Regions from separate parts of the Mus musculus genome. Here region 1 is linked to region 2. Evidence: chromatin contacts called from public promoter capture Hi-C data. All regions are on one chromosome and are shown on one strand. Each heading gives the region's core, a stretch centred on a gene start, on an enhancer-like site or on the middle of the called end of the contact. The rest is flanking DNA. Distances are from core to core; before and after follow the strand shown. Region 1 overlaps Agap1 (ArfGAP with GTPase domain, ankyrin repeat and PH domain 1). Region 2 holds the start of Spp2 (secreted phosphoprotein 2).

Evidence for each region. Promoter capture Hi-C pulls out the DNA fragments that hold promoters and counts their contacts.
Region 1: a contact with region 2 is called in a promoter capture Hi-C map of liver, with 6 times the contacts expected there. The contact joins the enhancer-like site here to the promoter of Spp2 in region 2. A contact is called at or near these places in 7 of 39 promoter capture datasets (the C10 cell line, embryonic stem cells, hippocampal neurons and 2 more).

Annotation. Positions count from the first base shown.
Region 1 is chr1:89,553,110-89,558,958 of GRCm38.p6, forward strand. All of the region lies in intron 1 of Agap1 (ArfGAP with GTPase domain, ankyrin repeat and PH domain 1), which reads left to right. It overlaps Gm41914 (a long non-coding RNA gene), which reads right to left. Exons shown (of 5, transcript XR_003947925.1): 3 at 2,649-5,849; 4 at 2,081-2,263; 5 at 1,399-1,938. Among named protein-coding and RNA genes, the nearest start is that of Gm41914, 25 kb to the right of the region's middle. Within about 2 kb of position 2,347, at least 91 of the 459 cell types and tissues checked have an H3K27ac peak or open chromatin away from gene starts, as enhancers often do. A contact at or near this core is called in liver, where this site is marked.
Region 2 is chr1:88,403,945-88,410,138 of GRCm38.p6, forward strand. It overlaps Spp2 (secreted phosphoprotein 2), which reads left to right and starts at 3,066. Exons shown (of 8, transcript NM_029269.3): 1 at 3,066-3,272; 2 at 3,373-3,497. The coding sequence starts at 3,206.

The sequences.
Region 1 (5,849 bases), core at 1,097-3,596, 1.1 Mb after region 2:
TTGGAACATGGGAAGTTGATCAAGTAGATTAAAAGTGACTGTCTGGGTTCAGGCTGTCCTCATCAATGGAAACAAATGCTCTTGTCTCTAGGAAGTAGGAGAGGGCTGTGGTATAGAGGGATACACCGACTTGTGAATTTCTGGAGTCTGAATCTCGGCTCTACTACTTTCCAGGGATATAACCCTGATGTATTTAATCACTTTGTGCCCCGTCCCTATGTGAACAATGGGTCAGTGCCTGCTATGTACAGATGTTATGAGCCTTTGGTTGTACCTAGCACATAGAGCTGCAAATAGCGGGTATATGACTCATGAAAGTAGCAAGAGAAGTTTGTTTCTTGAGGGAAAGGACAGTGATTGCTTAAGGAAGAAAAACGGTAACAGAAAAACTAAAGAAAACTCAAGAAATCTGGTGAGATTCATGGAGTAAAGGCTCCTGCTACCAAGCCTGATGGCTTGTGTTCAGTCACTGGGACCCACTTGGTGGTAGGAGAAAACCAACCCCATGTGCACTGTGGCACACACACACACACACACACACACACACACACACATGCGAGCGAGTGCTAAACAGAATTAAGTGTCAAAAACTTAAACAATAACATTGTAAGTTCTAGGCCAGCCAGGAGTATGCAGTGAGGCTTGATCTCAAAACAAACAAAGTTTTTTTCTAAAGAAGACTCTGGAATATAAAGTGGTCACATCCCAATACATATGGACATGATACCAGTTGTAGGGAGACACCTTGCTCTCTCTCTCTCTCTCTCCTCTCATCTCCCTCTCTGGGTATGTGTGTGCTCACTCATAGAAATCCGAGTGGCGGGGTAGCTGAGCCACCTAGCCTCCTCTGTGGAGGGAACTGGTAACAGCCAGAATGGTGAGAAGAGTGAATGTGCAGTGAGTCGTGTCTCTAGAATGTTCCAGAAACACTGACCAAAGCAAGGAAGAAGGTTGGAATGTGCTCCAAGAGTCAAAAAATAATATCTAAAACATTGGTAGAAAATGTTAATTTGCTTTATTAAGAGTTAAGGAAGGCTAGTGCAGTGGTTTGTATAGGTTTGCTGCCATAGACTGGTGTGCTTCAATGTTTGGCCCAAGGGGAGTGGCACTATTAGGAGGTGTGGCCTTGTTGGAGGAAGTGTGTCACTGTGGGGGTGGGCTTTGAGGTCTCCTATGCTCAGGCTCTGCTCAGTAACAGTCTCCTCCTTGCTTGCTGCCTGTGGACCAACGTGTAGGACTGTCAGCTCCTTCTCCAGCACCACGCCTGCCTGCCTGCACATTGCCATTTTCCCTGCCTTGATGATAATGGACTGAACCTCTGAACCTGTAAGCCAGCCCCAGTGAAGTGTTGTCATTTATAAGAGTTGCCTTGGTCAGGGCGTCTCTTCACAGCAATGAAACTCAAACTAAGACAGCTATTAAGATGGCTCAGTGGGTAAAGATGCTTGCCATGCCGTCCTGGTGACCTGACTTCAGTCTACTGAACATGTAGAAAAGTAAAGGGAGAGCTGCCTCCATAAAGTTGTCTTCTGCCCTTTGTATGTAAGTTGTGTGCTGCAAACAGACACATATGTGTACACACATGTGAAAACGTGTGCATGCATGCAAATATTTAAATAAGATGCAAGACAAATTAACAAACAGTAGGTTGAATATTATCAAACACACAGTATTAAAAACAAACTCCAAACCAACGTACCTGTCGAGAAAAGGGAAGGGTGAGAAAGAACATTGTCAGTCGCTGGCTTTGCTTTTTGGGATCGGATGACGAGAGCATAGAGAGGGGGTCCAGGGCTTGCTCTGCTTTCTTGGTGGAGGTCAGGCTGGAAGGGGAGGAAAAGAAGCCGGCAGCAAGCTGAGGGGGACGGCCCTGGCATCAGCTCGCAGGTCTGGCGCACTCCACATTGTACTTCAGGCGATTCTCTGTTGTGAGGTGTCCTGAATAGTGTACAGGATTTGTTAGCATTCTTGGCCTTATACAGAATATGGCACCAGCACCCTTCCCATCTAATGACAAGCCAGACCAGATGCTCTACAGGACAATATGATGTGTTGAGAACCATGGCCTAAGGTGACTCACCGGGGCTGGGGAACTGAGAACACTCCTCGAGAGCTTTAGTGGGCAGGATGGTTGGTCAGACTCTTGCTCTCAAGACTGAAGGGCGGGTGGGAGCTCAGATGTGGGACGACTTGAGTGGCTGTTCTCAGGGCACTGGAGGACGGGACTGCACAAGGGTCAGCCGGCTGGGATGTTGGGAGCCTTCTGCAGATATGTAGGAGGTAACAGGGTAAAGGTAAGCTTGAGGGAGCTTAGAGCTGAACATTCCGTCCACAGAAGGTTGGGAAGATGCCATGGGCTGGATGAGGTCATCCACTGTGGCCGTGCGGCCAGAGAGTTCATGGCCTGGGTTAGGACCTGGGGAATCCCAGACTTTCCAGGGTGGACAGAGGAAGAAGAGCGAAGAAAGGGAGTTTGTTTCTCTTGGTTGCTGTTGCTCAGCAACTCTGACCAAAGAGGTGGGAGGAGAACAGGAGGAGGAAGATGTTTAAGACCAGATGTGGAAGCCTGAGTGGGTGACCTCATAGGAGGTGGAGCTTCTCCCTCTTCCCCATCACCTTTATCACGTCTGGGTCTGTGTGAGACTTACGCTTGCTCTACTTGCTGCACATCATTCTGCTGGGCCAAACTCCGGATGCTGAGAGGAAACCGTGGTTCAGCTGCCATAGTTCTTCCTCCTTGGATCATTTGCAAGGGCCCCAGGGGACCAAGAATGGACAGTTTCCTCTTCATAGTGTAACTGCCCATGTGTGTTTCTGAGACCCACAAGGGATGCTCCTAGCAGTCTAGGCTCTTGGGAGTCCTCTCTTGAGTTGTGTGTGTGTGTGTGTGTGTGTGTGTGTGTGTGTGTGTGTGTGTGTGTGACCAGCCTCCAGGGCACAATCGTGTAGTGACTTGTTTACAGGTTCTCTTTTCTCTTCCCATGGGCAGAATACCATCCATCACTGATGCTCTCTGTCCCTGCCTGAGGGGGACAACTGCAGAGAGCCAAGTGTCCACCAGGGTTTCACACTGCTGTCGACTAGTTCCCAGATGGAGATTACAGCGAGTTGGATGGGCCTGAGATGCTAGCAGTGTTTGCGCTCCGACTCACACTGACCCAGCTCCCTACACCCTAGGCTCTACCACACTCAGAAGACAATGATCAGTGGTGGTCATAATGGCTCCAGGCCGGAGGGGTGGTGTTGTTCCACACACCCGACCTCACCTCAAGGGTCCAGCTTCTAACTGGACATGGAAGGACTGTCCCTGAAAAGGCCTGAACTCTGCCTCCCCCCACCCCTAGTTCCTAGACTCCCAACTCAGAACTGAGGAACAAGGAAACCCTAAAATTCAGAACGCCATCTCCCCCACCACAGGGTTGCTTTAATTAGAGAGTAGGACAGAGTTGTGTTTCCTGGTTGTTTACCACAGGGCAGTGTGTAAAGCTGAGTCTGTAATTAAATCGTCTAGTTGGGAGGAACTGCAGGAGGAACATGTGTGGGACAGACTGGCCTCTCTTCTCTTGCCTATTTATCTGCCCCTGTTACCTGCCACCTTCTTATTCTCCTACAGTCTTGTTAACAGTGTCCTGGAGCAAATTCCGAAGCCTAGTGGCAGACAAGCCCTTTGGCCTTCCTGGATTAGGACCCCTGTCCCCAGCCTGCTTAGGTTGGGTGAGGTGAGCGTCACTCCATTGTCCTCCAGTTAGTAACATCGGATGCTGCTTCTGCAGACCTGCCACCCACATTGCCTGCAGGAGCCTTTTTTTTCCTTCAGAAATGTAATTCTGGTTAAGATCGGAGGTCTTTCATAAGCCATCTGAAGTACCTGCTCTGCCTACCATCTGCTGACAGACACACACATATGCACATTCTCGGAAATGAGAGTTTAGAATGCTGGACAAGACACTCTACATTTTACAATTTCTGGGGCACAAATCTGAGCAGAAGTATATGTAGGCTCCCATAATGTGGAATTCCTGTTTTTAGTGTGTCATGAGTGTGTTTTAGGGACGCATGGGGTTAGAAAATGAATGTCTCCACCCACCCCACCCCCCTTTTTGGGTAGAATGCCTTCCTAGCATTCCTGGGAATAACTCAAGCTGCACTTTGGTAAATGTCAAAAAGTTGGAAGTTCAGGGCAGTGTATGTCGGCCTGTCTGTGTCTGCCAGCTGTTTTCCTGGCCCCGGGCTTCTGTCTTTCTCTAAAACTTTACTTTGTCTTTGGAGTACTTACAGGGACAGCACCTCCTCAGTTTGGGGGGAGGGGAAGCACACTTTCTCAGAGATACCCTATTGCTGTGTGTCACTGTGATTCTGAGCTGACTCCAGTCTAATTTCCAGTAGCTTACCTTACGTGTTATTCTCTCCCTGCCGGCTTTATTTTTCCCCATGTGGATCAACAGTAAGTGCTTTTTGGAAATTGCTGTTCATGATGCCATGTTTGTCCTGGCAATGATTATTTGACCCTTGTAACAGGTGTCCCGCCACTCGCCTGTCTCCATGCCCTTAGCCTCTGCACTACATTGTGCAGGCTGCCCATTTCTGTTGATACCTACCTACATCTGTGTTTTTACACAGCAAAAAAAAATATCAGCAGTAGTTCCTGGGTTCAGGACTGTGCGTGTGCTTTCACAGAGGGTCGTCAAAGGCCGCCCACTCACTCAAAACACACAGCCTGCCTGGCTTTAGGGATTTGTCCTGTGTGTCTTGCTGATATCTTGCATAAGTCTGATACCTTCCCTTTGGAAGGATGTACAAAGAAGCCCAAGGTCTTCTGCCCTCTACCCCGTCCTTCGGCACTTCAGAGTGTGACACCGACAGGCCTGGCTTTAGGGACATGGTGAGATGTCTGCCCAGAAGGATTGCCTTGGCAGGATAGGTTTTCAGCAGCAGCAGCAGCAGGCCCTAGATAAGGGTTTGTTTGGTACTTGGCTTGGTAGAGCCCCACCAAGGGACAGTGGGTCCTAGTCTGATCTTTCTTGCCCCCATTTGTTCTCAGGGCTAGCTGTCCACAGGCATCTACAGTAGGCCAGCTGCCCACAGGCACACCTACTCTGGAAGGTAGCCGGCTCAGCCCTCCACACCAATCTGGTGTGGTCAGTTGGTGTCTGGCCACTTCCTCCCTTTTTTTTGTGGTCCTAGAAATTGTACCAGCAGCAGAGGGCTTTGTCTCAGAGATGAGCACAGCCATGGCCTGCATCCAGAAGGGAAGCACTGTGTGTGTGTGTGTGTGTGTGTGTGTGTGTCCCTGCATGTAGCTCTCCAGGAGAGCCTTGGCTGTCTGGGGGGGGGGGGTAAGATGGTCTAGCTTTACAAACAGCAGGAAGACCCTAAGCTGCTTGCTGGGCTTGGCTTCCTCTCTTGTGGCCTTGACTCTGGTTTCTTTTGGACAAGACGCAGTGGGGAACCTGGTGAAGCTCTGTGGAGGAGGGATAGATACTCAGGTTAAGGGTCAGCTGTGCAGAAATTTCCCAGAAGAATGCAGAGAAATACAGTGGGATCCAATCTTATAAAGAAGGTCTCTCCACTAAAGCAGAGACAACTGAAGGGCAAGTGGCCATGACTACAGGGTTATTACAGTTTCCAGTGACAGACAGACAGACAGACAACACATACCCTAAAGCCAGGTGTCCCTGTCCCATGTGTGGTTTTGGTTGGTATTAGGGACTGAACCCAGGGCGTTGTGGATGCTAAGCTCGGACTTTATCACTGAGCTACAGCGGGTTTGTCAAGGAGAGTTACAGTGCCTTTATGGAGCTTGAAGAAAGTAGAGAAGACTCACGATGTGACAGCAAAAGAATGGCTGT
Region 2 (6,194 bases), core at 1,816-4,315:
CATGGGTGGGCATTTTAAAGAGAAATAGATTGTCTATGCTAACATCTGGAGCAGTTCTGGTCTTGAGACCCTGAGCTTAATTTAGTGTTCTTTCTTGCAGTTGTATTTGAGGCAGCCTCATGAGAAGCCGGTGCTCCGTGTAACCTGTACATGGCTGTCTTTCTTGTACAGGTTTCTCTCCTTCTCTTGATGCTTATGTGTAAATTCTATATTTAAGTCAACCTCAGCTTTGTTTCATAAAAGGAATAATGCTTAACCTATTTTAGAAAACCAAGAATATAGGGCTTATTAAGAAACAGTAATCCTTGCCTACCACATGTTAACCGGGAGCTGAAGTCACCACTCATGACTTTTGAGAAAAAAAAAAAAACAACTTTGTTTGTTTTTCCTTCTGCTTTTTATTTTCATATTTCAAATGGCAGGCTTCTGCTATTTCTTGACCTTCCAGATCTTTGTTGCCTGATTGCAGAGAGGGAGAACTTGGCTCTTCCCTGTCCCACCCCCAATCTCACCTCTGCACAGCTAAATTTCTTCGGGTCTTCATCCTCCCAGGACATCCACTTTACAATTTTTCCCAAATGTACCATGGCCGTGATGTGTGGTCTGTGATCCTGGCTACACTGTCCACAGAATGGTACATGTCCTTTTGTGGCTGTCACTAGGACCCTGTGACTCACATTTGCTTGTCTATTGTCTTAGGGTTCTAGTGCTGGGAAGAGACACATGACCACAGCATATACTGTACCGGGAAGCATTTAATTGCGGCTTGTTTACAGTTCCAGAGGTTTAGTCCATTTTCATCATGCCGAGGAGCATGGTGGTACCCGGGCAGACATGGAGCTAAGAGATAGCTGAGAGTTCTACATCCAAAACTGTAGGCAGCAGGAAGAGAGAAAGAGAGACACTGGGACAGGCTTGGGCTTTTGAAACCCCAAAGCCCACCTTCAATGTGGACACCAGAACCTCGGAACAGTGTTCACAGGGAGGTAAAATGATGTGGCTTCGGTGTAAACAAACAGCAGGAAGCTTTCTCAAAATCTTCACTTTCTTAGAAACCAAATTGCCTATGGTCCATCAGAATTGGAACAGAGGCAGGGGCACTGTGGAGGCACAAAGCTGTCCCTGTCAAGGGGACCAGAAGCAGAAGGAGCTAAAAAGGAAGTATTCCTTGGGGGTCCACCACCTTTGAGACACTTCCTTTGTGCAGGCCCTGCCTCCCAAAACAAATAGCATCACCAAGGGTCTATGGCAGTGGGACGGAGTGGTGGGGTGGGGAGCCGCATTTCATATTCAAGCCATAACACTCACAGGGGCAAAGTTCCCTGGCTGAGAATCTCTGTTCTGTATGTATTCTCATTTCTCAGGCATGGGTGTGGATCTGAATCACATGGAGAGAGAGGGAGAGGAGGAGGAGAGGGGGAGAGGAAGAGGAAGGGGGAGAGAGAAAGAGAGGTGGGAGAAGGGTTTGTCAAATAAAGGCAACTGGTCCTCTCTCTGGAGTCTCTGTTGGGTCCTTCTGGGTGGGTCTGGAAGGTACACATTTTCAGTGAAAGTCCTAGGTGGTGCTGAAGCTATCTGGGGTCTTTGCATGATGCCTATTCTGATGGCACCACTGACGTTTCCAGAACCCAGAAATACTGAGATGAGGACAGAAAGCAGACTCTTAGTGACGGAGCTCAGTTTAGCAATCGTGATGCTATAAGAAATCAGAAGGCAGCTGTGAAGTTCGTGGTTTAGGGATCAGTTGAAGATTCCATTTTTACATTTGTTCTAAATTTAGTGATCCCACCCCAGTGCAAATAATATGATGGGGAGGATGAGAAAGAGGAAATGACCTTGGAAAGTAATGCATCTTCATTTACGATGCAGCCATAGCCCATCGGTTCTTGCTCAGTGTGTTCCCAGGTACTCCTGTTAAATGGTCTGTGATGTACTTTATATAAATTTCCAGGGACTGTGTGCAGGGCTATACAATGCTTCACTTACTGCCACCCAATTTTGAATACTTTGACCGAGTATTTGGGGGCTGGAATAGCAGAAAATCACTGGGATGATGGAGGCACACATTTCTGCAAACCGGAGGAAGAACAAGAAATCACCATAGCATGAGCGTGACTGGATGGCTTATATTTAATCTTCTGGGTTTACAAGACATGATGGAATTCTGCAGGGGCATTTTAAAAGTCATTGCTTTCTAGCTTCCATCAGAGCCCACCCTGCACGCCTGGTGCTAACACTTAATTATAGCCAAGAGAATCTGAGAAATGCAGTGGTCCCCCCCTCCCTCACCCCAGCAAACGTCAAGCAAAATCAATAGCTCAGTGCTGGCAACAGGATGCTGTTGTTCCCTTCATCTCCTCCGCTCATCTGCAATTGCTTTTATTACTGCAGTTCATTTAATGAGTCCAGAGCGTTTGGAGCCAGATGGTGACATTAGTTCAATCTGGAAGACTCTAATGGAATTGAGTTCAAACCAGGTTAAAAGTAACGGAATTACAAATTCCAGTGGTCATTGTCTTGTGGTATTACGCTCTGGGTACTTGTTATACACCAGAAGTTAGCGCCAGCTTCAAATGAAAGACCTGAAAGACAGTTGAGTGAGACCTGGTGCACTCATACACTCACTCATCCGCTGCATGCTTCATTACTCTCCCTATCACAAACACGGCCATTGTGGTTTCTGAACCATGGCCTCTGTAGTGGAGGTGGCAGGCAGAGCTAAGCCAACAGGAAAATCACTCCGCGTGAGTGCAGTCTCTAGGAAGGGAGGACTCTGGCATTGAGAGGTGGAGGGTGAAGGATTTTGAGGACCTGGGAAAGGACTAGATGCACAAGCTTTAAAGTCACCGTTTTGTTGAGTCCACAATTATGTCCCCTCCCCCAAAGAACAAAATGCAAAGAGAGAAGATAAACATTATACAGGGAGACCCAAGCCTCTCTGAATGTCTCCTGCTGTGGGATAAAGTCCCTCGGAGAGGTCCAAACTTCAAAAGTGGCCTCAGTCTGGAATTTTTCCACAGGAAAAGTCAGCAGTAAATATTGACACCGGAATCAATCATCTCTACTGAGGTTCCAGATTGCTCCAGCCAGCCAGGGCAGCTAGGTCACAGGTGACAAGAATAAGACAGCCACCCTCTGAAAGAGCTGTCATCCAGAAGCCTGGAGAGAGGCCGTCTCCCTGACTCTGGGTCGCCATCCTCTCAGTATGGAGCAGGCAATGCTGAAGACGCTGGCTTTGTTGGTGCTGGGCATGCACTACTGGTGTGCCACAGGTAAAGGACACATGCCACCGCTGGCCACCTGCCCTAGGTGATCACAGCCCTCTCGGTGCCTCATCTCTCTCTCACTGTGGCCTGTGTGTTTGCTGTCTAGGTTTCCCGGTGTACGACTACGACCCTTCCTCTCTGCAGGAAGCTCTCAGTGCCTCAGTGGCAAAGGTGAACTCGCAGTCCCTGAGTCCTTACCTGTTTCGGGCGACCCGGAGCTCCTTGAAGAGAGTAAGTGAATGGAGATACCTCCCTGAGCCATTTTTTTACCACCCCCGCCCCCGTCTTGACTTCACCTACTTTGTTGAGTAGATTATTCTTCTGTTTACAATGATCACAGTCTGTCCTCTTCCATGCTGACTTTTTGGACTGAGAAGAGATTTAATTACATTTTGTTGTTGTTGTTGTCCCGAGGCTGTCAAAGCTTCCTGGGACATCTGATTCTTCCCTCTGTGTTTTCCCTCTGACCTCGGCTTTTCTCTGTGTGTGTCCTGGTTTGGGGTGAAGATCCCAGAAGTCCTTGTGATGCTGTTTGATTGGGAGGTGCTGCCTAATGAGAAAGAGACTCTCTCCCCACTCAGCATTGGGCTACCAGTGTTTATAGGAAAGAAACGCTGGCTTCTGAGTCCATGAAACCCACCCACTCTGGTGGACTTGATAGTGCTGTTTCCCGATCACCTAGAGAACTTGGGAAAGAGACATTATCTCGGGCTTGCTGTGACTCACTGTGGCCAAAGTGAGGGGGAAGCAGAACAGGATCATAGAGAGGCCTTTCTCCTTCCTGCTCCCTGAGGAGTCTCTCTGTCTTCTTATAGGCTTAACTGGGCTAACAGGGAGGTAGGGACAGACATGAAGAAGAAATAGGACTGACAAGCTCATGGAGACATGAGTAGAGCCTTGTGGTCAGCAGCCACTACCTCCACACAGAGGCCACATGGCCGCTCCTACTGGCTGCTCCCTTTTCCACCCTATTCTAGGCTACCACCTCTTACTTACACTCAGCTACTCCTCTCATACTCAGCTGCTCCTCTCACACTCAGCTGCTCCTCTGCTCCTCAACAGCATACACACTTCATTCTCCCAGCTCAACTGCATGTAAAACATGTCCCTTTGGTCCCCTTTTGCAGACACTGGTTCCAAGTTTTCTTTCTCCCAAATGCAAAGCAAATTTCATTGCTTTGGTTGCCTTTTCTAGCTGGATAACTGGGTTGTGAAGGTGTAGACTGAGCTAGAGTGAGCTGCCAGCCCCACCCAGCACCTGACTGTCAGGGTTCACACTGAGCACGCTGGTGGGGAGGCACTTAGAGGCAGGTGTAGGCAGCTGCTAGCCAAAGGTCAAGCTGCTTCTAGAAGAAAGCCTCATCAGAATGACGCTGCCTCTCCCTCCCACCCTGCTCATGCCAGCACCTAGGCCACATTCCGTTGGCACCGAATGCAATCTTCTTAGAATGTTGTAGAACCCATAGCTCCTTGCCAAACTTGCAGATCTATAGTTTACATCATTTTTAATTTAGCCATTGCTCACTACAGAACGAAACAGTTCATTGAATAGGAGCACAAGGACAGATTCAGAGAGAAGTAACCTGGGACACTGTGGACAGGTAACCAGTGAGCCACGGCCGACACAACATAATCTGACATGTGGCCATCTTGGTATAGTCATATGGGCCTGATCCCGGGCACCTAAAGATTAGCCACTCACAGATGTGATCCTAGCAGATGCTTAGTGTGGCACTTAGCTGTCTCTGTGTTGCCCACCCCATGCCTGCCTGTTCCTGAGCCACTTTTGCTCTTCCCCATCATTTGAGTCCCCATGGTCTTTCCTTGAGCTCTGCATTCCACAATGTCACAGGAAACAACTGCAAAGTTACGGAACAGAGATGGCCTTTACGCTACATCCCGCTATTCTGTTTCTCCTCTGTGTGAGACAGACCCCCTCACTAGTTGGGATGGCCTTTTGTCTCTGCAACCCCTTACAGCCCCACCAGGGAACAAAGATACTGACAGAAGGAACAGCAAGGCAGTAAAGTGTGGTGGGCTTCTTTTTGGCCACTTGCGGTCAAATGAGAGGAGAGATGATTAGCATAAAGATGGTGTTTGTAATCTGAAGAGAAGCAGAATATAAGATTCTGGAACTCTAGCCCTCTAGCCTGATCATGGGAAGAATTAAAAACTGAGTCTGAGAGAGAATGTTTAAGGTCTGGTCAATGGCTGTAGGCAACAGAAATTACTGTGGGTGCAAAGAAGTGTGGGTTGGTGCTTCATTCGGTAATGGCTTCCCACAACCGACAAGACCATGATTTGTCTGACATTCCCCCATCTCTCCCACATTGCAGTAAATGGCTCTCTCTCTCCTCACACTTCTCTGACAACAGGGGCCAGACTTTGTCCTGGAACACTGGGCTCTGCTTTTTCCTCAGACAATAAGCCCTCATCCTCTGAGTCTCTGTTTACATTTTTCCTCTTCTGGAAGGTTCCACTGAATCTTTTATAACTCAGCTACTCCCTCCCTAACTCAGCTACTCCCTCCTTTCTCTCCCATGTCCTCGTGCTGGCTGCCATTCTTCAGCATGAACTACCCGAATGGTCTTCTTTCATTTTCTGTCAAGCATCTACAGGGAAGTACCTGCTGGAATCACAGCTGCCTGATATCTTTTCTGCTCTGTCTCAGGTGCCCAGTGCACAGTGAAGGGCTTGGTATATCACAGCATCCCCTGTCCTCAGACCACCCAGGTTTTTTCAGGAACTTTGAAAGGTTCCCCAGGATGCCACCCTTGGTGGAAAGAATTAGAAAATGATGTAGATTCAATCATAGGTCAATATGTTCAACCAGGAGATGGCTTATAGCTCATTTTCTTGTTGGTAGACATGTGTGATGCCTTCGTTTAGAAAATGTCACTACAGGTCCAAAACAGATTCTTGCTGTTT